Regions from separate parts of the Oryzias latipes genome. Here region 1 is linked to region 2. A link is a contact called in public Hi-C data. All regions are on one chromosome and are shown on one strand. Each heading gives the region's core, a stretch centred on a gene start, on an enhancer-like site or on the middle of the called end of the contact. The rest is flanking DNA. Distances are from core to core; before and after follow the strand shown. Region 1 holds the start of LOC101166581 (calsyntenin-2). Region 2 overlaps LOC101166581 (calsyntenin-2).

Region 1 (6,005 bases), core at 1,895-4,394, 130 kb before region 2:
TTTGGGTCAACCGGACCCCGAGAAGGAGGGTCTAACGGCAGGGATGCCCAGTTTAGCCTAATCTGTTTAGTTTAGCAATTACCAATTGAATTGTGTGACTTTCTGTTCATTATTATTTCATGTTCTTATACAATTACTGATATGAATCCCAATGAGATGACTATTGTTGTTATATTAGGCTATAAGAATAAAGTAAGCAATTGTAGGATGATGTATTATGAAAACATCATGTAAATAGGTAAAAATTGATGTATTTATTATAAGGAAGATAGACTTGTGACTTTGAGTTCAAAACTTTTTTTGGCTCATTTTTTCCAGAACTCATGGTTTCTGCATTAGAGGTTTTCATATATTTGATGTTTTTGTTGTTGTTTTCTGTCTTTTCTTTTAGTCTTTGGGTCTTGTAATCCCATCGGTGCTAATATACAAACAATTAATGTTGTTTAAATATTTAATTTTCTGTGCAACAAACCATATTGTGAATTAATTTGATTACTTTTACAACTTCATACTGCATAAACAATTCTATCACTTCAACTTTGATAAGTACCAACCATATAAGTCCTAAATAATATTTTTTTTTTGTGCTTTATCTTCTCTAATTTGCCTTAAAAAAATCATTATTGCTTTCTTGTTCATTTGACAAGAACAGAAGAGCCTGATTCAAACACTGAGTAAGTGAATAAAGGAAAAACATTCAGTATTTTTTAATACTAAAAAAGTGTTTGCACTATTATGCACTTTTGATACAATGTATTTTTAAAAATTAAGCGTTTTATAGAATTTTATAAATAAAATAATATAATAGATCTGACAGGAGATTGATTGGAAAGACTGATTAAAACACACAAGCCCCTCATCAGATCTTTGTGACCTCTGAGTCTGACCTGTGGCGTGCAGATGGTCTCTGGCCAGCTCAAACAGCCTCATATGCTGGTTAGTGATTGGATTAAAAGAGCCGCAGGCTAACAAAACCAGAGGAACACGGCGGGTGACCATCATGACTAACCCTCCCACTCCTTGGTTAATAAACCTGAAAGGAAAGACAAAACTTGTCTCAATAATGTTATAGTTCAGAGAGCCGCATACATCAGAAATATTCAGAGAAGATGCAGAAAATCAAACCAATCAGATATTTTTATGTTAAATAGCAGCTGTCTCATTTGAAAAGAATAAACTGTCATCTGGAACAGTCTGAATGCAGCAGCTACAGTCTGAATTTTATTATGATCACGTGACAAGGCTGACAGAGAAACACATAAACATAGATATGCATCTGCGTGTCAGGAAACAAAATTCAAACATTAATACTAAAGGCTTTTGGTATACAGGGGAAGCTAATGTTGTAGTACTAGTACAGTACGTTTTACGGGAGGTAGAAATAATCAAACGAACAGCCAGGAAATTCCTGTAAAAAAAATCTTAAAAAGATAATAGCAATACCCAATTTTAAAAAAATCATATATGTTAAACCTGTAGTGTTAACCTAAACCAGCTGCGTCTGACTAACGGGGTGCTTTAGCGATTAGCTCACAAAACTATATTACAAAATGACAAATTAATCTGACTAAATCAGTGGAATCAACACTTTAAGCTACCATTACTCTGACTCTTCAATCCACTTCAATCAAAATGTAATATGATTTTGTGATTTGATTACCTTCTTGGTGCATTTGGTTAGTGCGTCACATGCATATGCCTCCCCGAGTTCAAGCTTTCCGTCGATGGTTCCGCTGGGAACGTGTTGCTAAAGTGCGACCCCTGGTGGATAGAAATTCAAAATTTGTGCAAAGGGAGCTCTCCATGGTTCTAAATTGAGTCATTTGAGTGAATTTTTAGAACACTAAACAATGTAAATGGGTTATAGAGACCAGAATAAAGGACCACAAATAATGCAGTGACTTTCAAACTGGGGCAGAAATAATGATTAAAAAAATATATTCATCAGTGTGTTTATTTAATCAAGAAACTGCAAACAAAAACGAGACAGAATTTTTTTTAAATTACCTCTACATTTCCAAAGAGGTACATTAATCATTTTAAAGGTTAATAAGTAAGTAAATATAGTTTAGTAAGTAAATATATATTATATAATATTCCATGGTCTAAATGTAACTTTTCCCATTAAAAAAATATGCATGTGTAATTAGAGCAAAAAATTTTGCGTTGTGGATCATGATATTATTATAGTGGCAGTATAAACAATACTAGCAGAAAAAAACCATAAATATTAATTGTTCACATTGACAAGATTTGTGGGTCTTGTGAAACAGATATATATTTTTTGGGAATGACGTAGCACATGTAAGTGCCTGCTGCTCAACTAATGTCTTAGAAAGTACAAAAACAAAAGAAAATTCAAAGTTCTGAAACATTTAAAAAAAGAAAATCAGCTTTCAACGTCATAGCTTCCTGTGTCTCTGCCCTGAGGTTCAGTAAACAACTGTAAATAAATATGACTACCTTTATTGTCAGCTTGTGTGCTTTATGTTAATTAGTCTTCAAAATTATGTGATTTTTCTCTTTGAATAGTAGTAGTAGTCTTTTTTATTTACACACTGTTAACACCAGAAGAGTAAGATAATTAGGTATTTCAATAGCATTTATTTAATATTGAATACAATCATTAAAATGTGCTTGTGTAAAGTACAGTAGCACTATTAATCACGTTAATTAGGGTACAGATCACTGCCACAGCTGTTTTTAGTATTACATTCATTAAAATGAGTTTGCTTCTAAGTAAGGAGAAAACCATTTTGCATTCTTTTTTTTATCAGTATTATTTGGTTGGTATTTTACTCAGTCTTTGGCTCAAACAGGTCATTTGTCCACCCCAGGTAATTTTTCTCTGCATCGTCAAGTCAGCCCAACAGATTCAGACTTTCACCAATGAGAAGGACTTTGCTTGTCAAATTAAAACTCCACAGATGTATCAATCGTCGAACAAAACATATTTCAAGCAGATATAATAAATGCAATATCGTATAGATTGTTTTTATTTCCCCCCTATGCAGACGAGGCCTGTCGTTTTGTCTTTATCGAAACTGGGGAAACATCCTCTCTAATAAGAGTTTTATTTTGAAAAAACAATTCCGGAAAGGAAGTCTAGTTGACGCTGGGTAAACGTCAGCGGGTGTCAGTCTCTCTCTTTTCGATGACTGTCTCAGTGACTGTCTCTCGACCTGCCCACGGTCCCTGGCGTGCGTGGCCAGCTGAGAAGCGTTCGTGCTCCGTGGGAGAGCCAGGATTTGGAGGCGAGCAGGAGACGGAGAGACATCGCAACAACATGAAGACACGCGGGTTCCCGTTTGTGCTTTTCTGGCTGTTCTGGGGCCACTCCTGCGCTCTGGCAGGAAAAGGTAGGAAAAAGAAGATAAGGCCAAAACTATTTTTTTAAGTATATCATTTGCATTTTTATTTTAAACGTTGCAGTTGCAGAAGTTGGATCGAAGAGCAACTAGATTTGTGCAAGAACTTGGCTGATTCTTTCTTTGATGTTATTATTCGGAGATTTTTCTTTCAGTTCTTAAAGATTTAGAGCATTGATAATATGCTTTTTTCTTTGACATTATTCTAATAATGAGGTTAGTTATGATCAAGGAATAAAAACCAAAAAGTATTTAATTAGAGTGATGGTTTGATTTTTTATGCCTGTTCATTGAGTTTATTTATTATCTGATAATTTTAAGTACAAACATGTAGTAAGTCACACTGCTTATGAGAGCTGTAGCAAAAAGAAGATCATTCTTGTTATGTTTGGTATTAGATCAGCTATCAATAATAATCAGTAGAGATTCATTTGGGAATTTAGAGTGTGGATGTCTTAGAAACAACTTAAAAAAAAAAGCATTTCCAGGAAGTTGAAGGATGTAATAATTTTTGCTCTTTATCAGTGGAAAAACTAAAGACCTAGAAAAATAAACATTAACTTCTTGAATGTTTTGTTACATTTGGGATCTCAGACATTTGATCGTAACAAATATCAGGTCTTTTGAAAGGAGAAACTTTCAGTTAAATTGGAAAATGTAACCGAACTGTTGTGATTTTTTTCTGTTATGGGCTTAATGAATGAATAACTTCCTCCCAGCTCTAACATGGTCTTAGATAGCAAACAGTCAAAATGTCTCCCTTCTGATCTTTGAAATCTTTCATTAACAATACATGTGTAAGGCTGAGATACTTCTGTTGAGCGTTCGCGATTGGTTGGTTATCTATCGATTTGTGCATGTATTGAGCAGGTCTCTGGGAGGGCGGCCATGGGCAGAGTGCTGATTTTTAATCACACCCTCACTCTGTGATGCCCCTTTTCGTCTTATTTCTGTCTGTCTTACTCCCTCACTCGCACACGTAAACACACAAACAGGGACTGGTGTTGCCAATGAAGAAGAACTGGGGTTTACAGTGCTATTAATTGGGTCTCTGGAGTGAGAGCGCCAGGCTGGCTGGCTGTCTGCACTCCGGCAAACATTATCATTATTTTTACTGTTTATAGAAATCCAACATGTCGCCAAGAGCAAGAGAGAAAGCTTAATGAAAGGGCTATTTGCTGTTGAGACTTTGGAGTTTCTTTTTTTCCGTTTTTTTTTTTTCGAACTGAGTAAACAGAACTTGGTTTTGCAACAGTGTAGACTTGTGCCATTGTTTTTTTTCTTTAGAATTTTAAATCTTTCCATGTCTTTATTTGTGAAAAATGTATTTTAGGACTACAGAAAGGTAAGCATGGCTAGTGAGGTAAAAAAATGACCTCTTGTGCTTGAAAACAAAGACAAACAGATGACGGATTAACCCCTTCATGCTTTGTTAATACCAAATAATATTCTTCAATGTTTTTTTTTCCACTCAAGGTGGTGCTAAATTAAAGAATCACTCCAATGAAAAGATGTTTTGGTGTTTTCATTATGCTGTTGTGAATCAGGGGCAGATGCACAAATGCTTTTGAAAAAAGCTTCTAAGTGTGACATGCAAATTACTATGGCAAGCCGCGAGCTCCCTGCTCTGCTCCATTCTGATGCATCCACTAGATCCATGAACATCTTTGTTTCCTTTGTCTGAGCTGGCATCTGGCTCAAAACTGTACAGCTGGACAGCTCCAATATTGCTCGCCATTTTTGTTGCACCGCTAATATTAGCTCGGGGTTGTGAAGGACTATAAGCCAGCAGGAGAGCGTGTAAACAAAGAGGTTGATAGGAAATGAGCACAGAACTCAAAGAAGCATTTAGACTGACTACTGTTATGCAGAAACTATATCCTATGTCCACTTTTATGATAAACAGTGAATAATTTTAAATTAAATAATTCTTTTATAAACAGTTTTATATATATATATATATATATATATATATATATATATATATATATATATATATATATATAATGACTGATCCAACATGTGATTTTATTAAAAACGTCAATGTGTATTTAACATTATCTCATCTCTTGTGAAAGACCTAAAACATGCATTATACCATGGTCCGGTGAATACTCGATTCTGATTGGCTGCTGGGTGTGGATTAAACTTTTGCTTCTTCATCTGGAAAAAAACAAGCGGTAAGAAGTGAACTTTCTCTCTGAACTGATGCTTTATTTAACCCACCATGATTACCAGCTTATATCTCGCTTTCCTTTGCCGCTGCAGTCGAGGTCGGTGCCGGCTCAGCGCGTAGCTTCCACGCCGTGCGTCAATTTCTGATAATGCACACTTCCTCGGCCATCATCCCTTACATAACCAACTGGAGGAAGTTTTGTAGCAGAATCTAGCAACAATGGAAAATGAATATTGTCCATTAGTGTCATTTCAGCTGGATGCTGCTCTGCAGCAGATTGAACAAATTTCAATTTGTTCAAAAAAAGACCTGTGTAGCAGGTGTTATTTCTGCTACACATACTAGCATCCTGTCCATTTTCAGAACAGAAATTGTCTTCAATCCCTGCTTCTAAAGCAACGTTCATGATGCCCTCAGCAACGCGCATTCAAGCCATCACGTTCAGAACGAAAAGTTTATAT
Region 2 (6,376 bases), core at 1,121-3,620:
GCTAAATGACACTGTCATTCACTGAAGGTAGACAGACGAGGAGGGAACACTGAAGGATGCACTTTCAATTTTAACCACACGATTGGAATGTAAACATCATCTTTAGCAGCCTGTAAACATAAACACCCAATAACACTTTCAAAAAATATTTAGTTCCATGGGAAGTGTTTTCAAGATGTTCTATATTGGAGTAAGACACTTTTTTATGTGAATGCAGATCAACTTCTGACTCATAGGGTGGAAGCCTGATGTTGATTTTTCTTCCTGCTTTGCAGATCTGTGACAAGGAGTGGCACTATTATGTAATCAATGTGGAATTTCCTGCGGTGACTCTTTTTGTGGATGGCGTGACCTATGAGCCCTACCTGGTGACGGATGACTGGCCGATCCATGCCTCAAAGATTGATACACAGCTGACTGTAGGCGCCTGCTGGCAAGGTCAGTGCCAGCTTGTGATGGCTTTTTTTTTTCTGGAAGCAGAATCCATAGATCAAATAGGATCAAATAAGACATGAAACTCCAGCTGCAGTTGCTTCAAGGTGTGCTGTTTGCAGCTCTAACTAAATCTGACTGCTGCAAATTTTCAACCCTGCTCTTTTGGCTTAAAGACCCACTCTGATGAGAATGATGTTTTTAATGTTCTTGTATAGTTTTGTTTTAATGGAGAACATAAATAATGAAAATGAAGCTTAAACTGAATTTCTGAGTTTTTCTTTATTCAAATTGTGAATTGTGAATTGAAAAAGATTGTATTTGTTATGTCAGAAATACACTGAGTAGGCAACAATCTCCCTGCTCTGATACAACGTCTTCATTTTCTTCGTCGGAGCCGACATCTGGCTCAAAACTCTGGCTGGATAGCACCAATATTGCAATTTTGCTGCACAGGTAATATTAGGTTGGGGTTGTGAGGAGCTGTAAGCTAGTGGGACAGTCTGTAAACAGATGGATGAAGGGAAGTGGCGTGGGTTTACTCTGCATCAACAGTCCTGCCGAAAACCCAGAGGTGAATTTCTAATGAACTACTGCTGCTCTGCAAAAACTATGTCCTAGAAAACTGTCAGAAGTCACAGCTCTGTCTCCCCCTCTGGTCACCGGCGGGAACACTCTCCAGAGTTCTTAATGCACTTCATTTCCCAGCAACCCCAGCGCACAGTTTCTGGATGCCACATATCTGACTTTCATGTGCAATCATTCACTGTATACTTGAGCACTGCATTGAGGCTTAAAGTATTGTTTGTGCCACTCTATCTAGAACTGATCTTCTCTTTCCTGACCCTGTTTCGTCTCTGACTGCGTTTGCTTGCCGCCTGCCCCGAATCGCGCCTGGATCCTGACTATTCTTTTTGTTTCTCTGATGCTCCCAAACCCGTTATTGACCCAAGCCTTCCTGACCCTGATTTAGCTTTGTGGCCTTTTTTTCTACTTTGGCTAAAAACAGCATGATCAAAATTAAAAGACCACTGAGAATGCTAAAAATAGATCAAAAGATGATCGAATTTTAAATGATTTTAATATTTTGATTTAAATTATATAAATGATTAATGGCTACATTTTTTAAGTTGTAAAGATGATCGAATTTTAAATGATTAATTTAAAAAATATGATCTAAAATATGCAATCAAAACTAACAATAATGGTTAAATTTTCATTTTTAAATGAAAAATTTAAATGGTTAAATGAAAATTTAACCATCTTTGTTAGTTTTGATTGCACATTTTAGAGCATATTTTTTAAATGACACTCCAAGAAATCCACCTAATCTGAGGAAGTCCCGCTGATGAATCATAATGAGCTTCTTTTTAAAGTAGGCACTTGGGTCCGGTCTCAAAATTGGTAACAACACAATATATTCCAAAGAGAGAAATTGAACCAATAAATAAGGACAACTGCCGGTAGATGTTGAAAATTACATTTGAATCCCAAACAGAACGAGGAGGAGAAAGCAGGAGAGTCACTGTTCAAACCAATAAAAGGATTAGGATTTATTCCCCGGGGCTGTGAGTGCTTCTTCTTTGAAGTTGGGGGGGGTATCAACAGGAAATTCTGTGTGTTAGCTCCAACAGCTGGAGACGAAAGCCAGTAGTGACTGCAGTGGAGTAAATGCAGCCATGTTTATTACTTGAGTAATTGCATCAAAGTGCTTCATAAGCCAAAAATGAAGATCTGCTCCACTATAAAATGCTCATGGCACCGGTGAACGTCGGTCATGACAACTTTTCAGATGCAGCCTACATGTCCTCCCATCCTCCGCTTGATTGCAATTTTTCTTTTTGTTGTCATCGTTTTCCTCCATGGCTCACATGTCCCTCTCGCACTCCTCTTTCTATGAATCCCTGATTGCGAGAGAAAGCCCTGAAGGAAGGATTAGCAGAAGTGAATAGAGGACAAGTTTGCCAGCTATTACATCCCAATGAAGCCGCTTTAAGCTTCACTAAGCTGCAACTGATAACTTTGCAGGCCATTAGCGCGAAAGCTAATGGCCTGAGTCTGCCATTTCTCTCTCCTCTTTTCCTCACAATCAACAACATAATGAGACATGCGGGTAAAAAACACTCTCCCTCAATACTCTCCCTGCTCTAAGAGCTAAAGGAAGTCGGCACTTCGTCCTGAGTAGGTTAACAGGAACAAGATAAGCGCTTTTTTTTGCTTTAAGCAGTTTTCTGCAATAATCGTCATGGAGTTTGAACAGAAAATGTGTGTGATTTTAGAGCGGGCGGGAGTATTTCAGATAATTCAGTGAAGAAGAAGAAGAAGCACATGTGTGGGCATAAAAAGCACAGAGGATTTTATGGAGGAAATGAAAGGCATCAATCAAAATAAAGAAGCTCGATGTGCTTCTTCTTAGCTTGCTGCGGCACACACTTAAGTAAGAAAAGAGCGGTCTGCGCTGTGCTTGAAGCCTCGACAGCTTGACTTATCGCTTCCTGATCAGGCTGGGAAGACATTGATCAGGAGAGCAGACTGGATCAATGTCATAATTTCACTCAGAGCCATCTCTCTGCATGCTCTTCAGTGATGTTCAATGGAAAAAAAGCTATTATCTGATCCAACACGCCCTTACATCATCATCCAGACCTGTTCCACAACTACACAGTTTTTTGTTGTGAATACTTAATCTATGTGATGATAAATAAAGTTTTCTCTGCTTTTGACCTTCCCTTGAAAAAGTTTAATAGCTCAGCAAATAAATGTGGCATTTAAAATTAACTCTGTAAAGTCAGAAAATTTAGTTTATTCAAATGAAGATGATTTTTTAACCTTTCGATGAAATCCAGAAAGAACATTTAGTAATATAAATTAATTTATGAGATATAGATAGCATTAATTATTTATTCATGCATTCATTCATTAATTATTTTCAAAGCACTTTCCACCACCATCCAAGGAGGCCCAAACACAGAGAAAAAAACTAACAAAGAACATTACACAGTCAGAAAACATAAAAAAAAAGAAAAATAACTATTTAAGGCACATAAACCAACGTAATAACAGTACTAGGCACATGCTAAAGCACTACAATTGAGGAACGATTCTTTTTTAAAACTCTCCAAGAGTGTAACCTCTTATTGCCAGTGGGAAATGGTTCCATAGTTTCCATAGAATCAGAATTTTAATAAAAAACAAGTTTTGCACTGGCAGCCAGTTCAAAGACATTATGATACGTTTAAGTGATGAGTCATGCTTGACAGCAGCTATTTTAAAAATCACTGCCTGGTAGGGAGTCAAAAGAGCCCACTCTCAAATGATGTGGCAGATTCTTTATTTTATTATTTTTTGCTGCGCGCTCTCAGCCTGCTCGTTCACACCAAATGCAATTTACGCGTCAGGGGCTTTGAGTTTCAACGGCTTTCAGCGAGAGGCCAGACAAAGCTGCTGTGGCGTGGGGAGGCAGCTAGCTTGGGCCTCCTAAACTTTACAATATTTTTCTTATTTTCACCGAGACAATAATAAAAAAAGATCCTTTGATTTTATTCTTTTTTTTTTATTTTTCCCCTCTCTGGTTAATGCGAGACATTAAGCCTTCAAAATGGTTAAATTCTTAAATAAAAAGGTTTTGTTATTCAGTTATTAGATCTTTATTTCATTTATTTGCATCAAAACAAAAATCATTACAATTTTATAAACTGTAAAATTTTATACTGTAAAACTGTTTTTAATTGCCCCCATTCTTTAAGTCTTCAAAATGCTTTTCATGAATACACTACAAAATGTTTAACACACAAAACATAGTTTTTTGCATCATTAATACGTTGGGTGATTTGTTAAGTTTTTGCTCACAACAATGTTAGTTTGAGATACAAAAAAACTGAGTTTTCAGGGGAAAAAAGCACGTTTTTTACAGACACACATGCCTGGTGTGTCTGTGGCTTTAGAGGTACACTACTGCTTCTTGCAAAACACTGATACACAAATATAATATGCAGAAAATTTAAACTAGACATTTATATTAGTATAAAAAAATATTCATAATGCTTTACAAGTAAAATAAAGTTTAAGTTTCAATTTTATTCAGGAAACACAATAATTAAAATGACTAGGTCTTTAATCTGCATCCACATGATTTATTATCGTCTTCTAGCCATCTGTAGTAATTATTTTACTACACTGCTCATCTGTGCAGAAGTCTAGGCTGCATTTTCATCTGTTTTACTTGGATTTTATTATAGCATTCACTCAGTGCAAATGTTGTATATGTGCTGTAGGTGCAGTGGTAATAAATGTGACCTTTTCAGATACATATATATGACAAATGTGTAATATTATGGAACAAAAGCCTGGTATCTATCCGGAAGAGCTACATGTAAATAGTACATGCTGTTGTAAATAAAATAAAAAGCTTTTGTACATAAATCTTTGCATGAATAGCAGAGAAATAAGGAAATTATTATCAAAAATGTTTTAATGGTTTGTAGAGACTGGAGAGTGTTTGCTTAACAGGATAGACTCAGCTCTACATGTTTACAGTGCTGCGCTCTTCACACGGACACATCTGAGACTGACATCATTTGCTGTTTCTGTCTGTGGTTCTGCTCTGTGGACAGCAGTCCAGAGGCTGGAACGATTTCAGGGTTCAGGCGATGCTGCTGAGCCCAATCTTAGCACTGTTGAACAAATTACATTCAGATGCCTGAAATATAGAAACACAACTGAATCAAGCCATCTTATAGTGGAGCTACAGAAGAACTTGAGAAGACTCATTTTCAGTTTCCCCAGTCTCTGCTTTAATTTCATAACATAAATCCGAGTACATTTTTAGATTAATTATTTTAAAAAAATGAAATTAAACACTGAAGAACACTTTTGACAATCTGGATATGAATCTGTTTCTCTGTTGTTTTTATGAGATTTTTAAAAATCAAGGACAAATACATGTATTATTTATACCTGATTGTGATAAATCTGCTGAATGTCTTGATATTTTTGGGGACTAGTCAAAAAATGTGTCATTCTCATATTTGTCCTGCTTTAAAATGTATTTACAAAATATACAAAAAAAATTCTCAGTAAAAACTAAATGAGATTATAAAATGTAGAGAGCTAAATGTAAGGCTCACTTATAGAAATGGTCTTCATAAGTAGAGCTGACATGTTGATTTAGTAGAAATGACACGCTTAAATTTAAAAACTGGTGGAAACGGCACCTCAGGGCTAACTGGCAGGTCCTTTAGGCACATTAAGGATTCTATATGAAAGAGTTACAATCAGTCAGAGCTTCAGAGACTCAGCTCCAATCCTATGTACACAAGAAATGAGTCCTCAAGCACTGCGGTTTGCATGCAGGAAAAAAAAGACATTTATTTTTGGCTGCACCTAGAGCACAACATTTGAGGTAAAGCTTGGTCTTAACTCGGATGGAAATCTACTGTAGCCCGCATGTGTTTATATTTTAAAGTCTATAGTTCATAAACTGCAGAAAGATTTTCATTTTCTAATCATGCTGCTGTAAATGTGATATGATCAGGGAGATAAAACCATGGTTTCATCAATTATTCAATAAAATGACATTATTTCTGGGACATACATAATTCTACACAAACTGTTACAGATGAAAAAAACTATATATTATGACTGCATGGTAAAGCTAGTAACGTTTTTTTCTGATGCAATGTAAAGAAATTCTCAGAGATCTGCATAAAATGCTTTATTTGCCAATTTTGGAAATGTATTTGTTTTCCTTTTATTTTGAAGCAATCTTTCTTGTTTGAGCCACTCCACTTTGCCTCCAGCCACCTGGCTAACTCTCCTAACCCTGTGTCTGCTCTTTTTTTTCTCCAGGTGGTGAAGTAGAGACCCCGAGGTACACCCAGTATTTCCACGGCAGCCTTTCGGGGCTGACAATCCGACCAGGCCGCATTGAAACGCAGAAGGTTAT

The links. Hi-C and Micro-C count contacts between places; a contact is called where the count stands out from the background.
Region 1: a Hi-C map of gastrula embryo shows a contact between it and region 2, with 1.8 times the contacts expected there. The contact joins the promoter of LOC101166581 here to the enhancer-like site in region 2. A contact is called at or near these places in 3 of 5 Hi-C or Micro-C datasets (embryo and gastrula embryo).

The regions. Positions count from the first base shown.
Region 1 is chr17:21,493,004-21,499,008 of ASM223467v1, reverse strand. It overlaps LOC101166581 (calsyntenin-2), which reads left to right and starts at 3,144. Exons shown (of 18, transcript XM_011486645.3): 1 at 3,144-3,359. The coding sequence starts at 3,155. It overlaps nmnat3 (nicotinamide/nicotinic acid mononucleotide adenylyltransferase 3), which reads right to left and starts at 1,744. Exons shown (of 5, transcript XM_011486648.3): 1 at 1,661-1,744; 2 at 888-1,033. The coding sequence starts at 1,002.
Region 2 is chr17:21,364,650-21,371,025 of ASM223467v1, reverse strand. LOC101166581 (calsyntenin-2) reads left to right here. Exons shown (of 18, transcript XM_011486645.3): 10 at 276-438; 11 at 6,280-6,376. Among protein-coding and RNA genes, the nearest start is that of LOC101156850, 99 kb to the right of the region's middle. Within about 2 kb of position 2,370, at least 1 of the 8 cell types and tissues checked has an H3K27ac peak or open chromatin away from gene starts, as enhancers often do. A contact at or near this core is called in gastrula embryo, where this site is marked.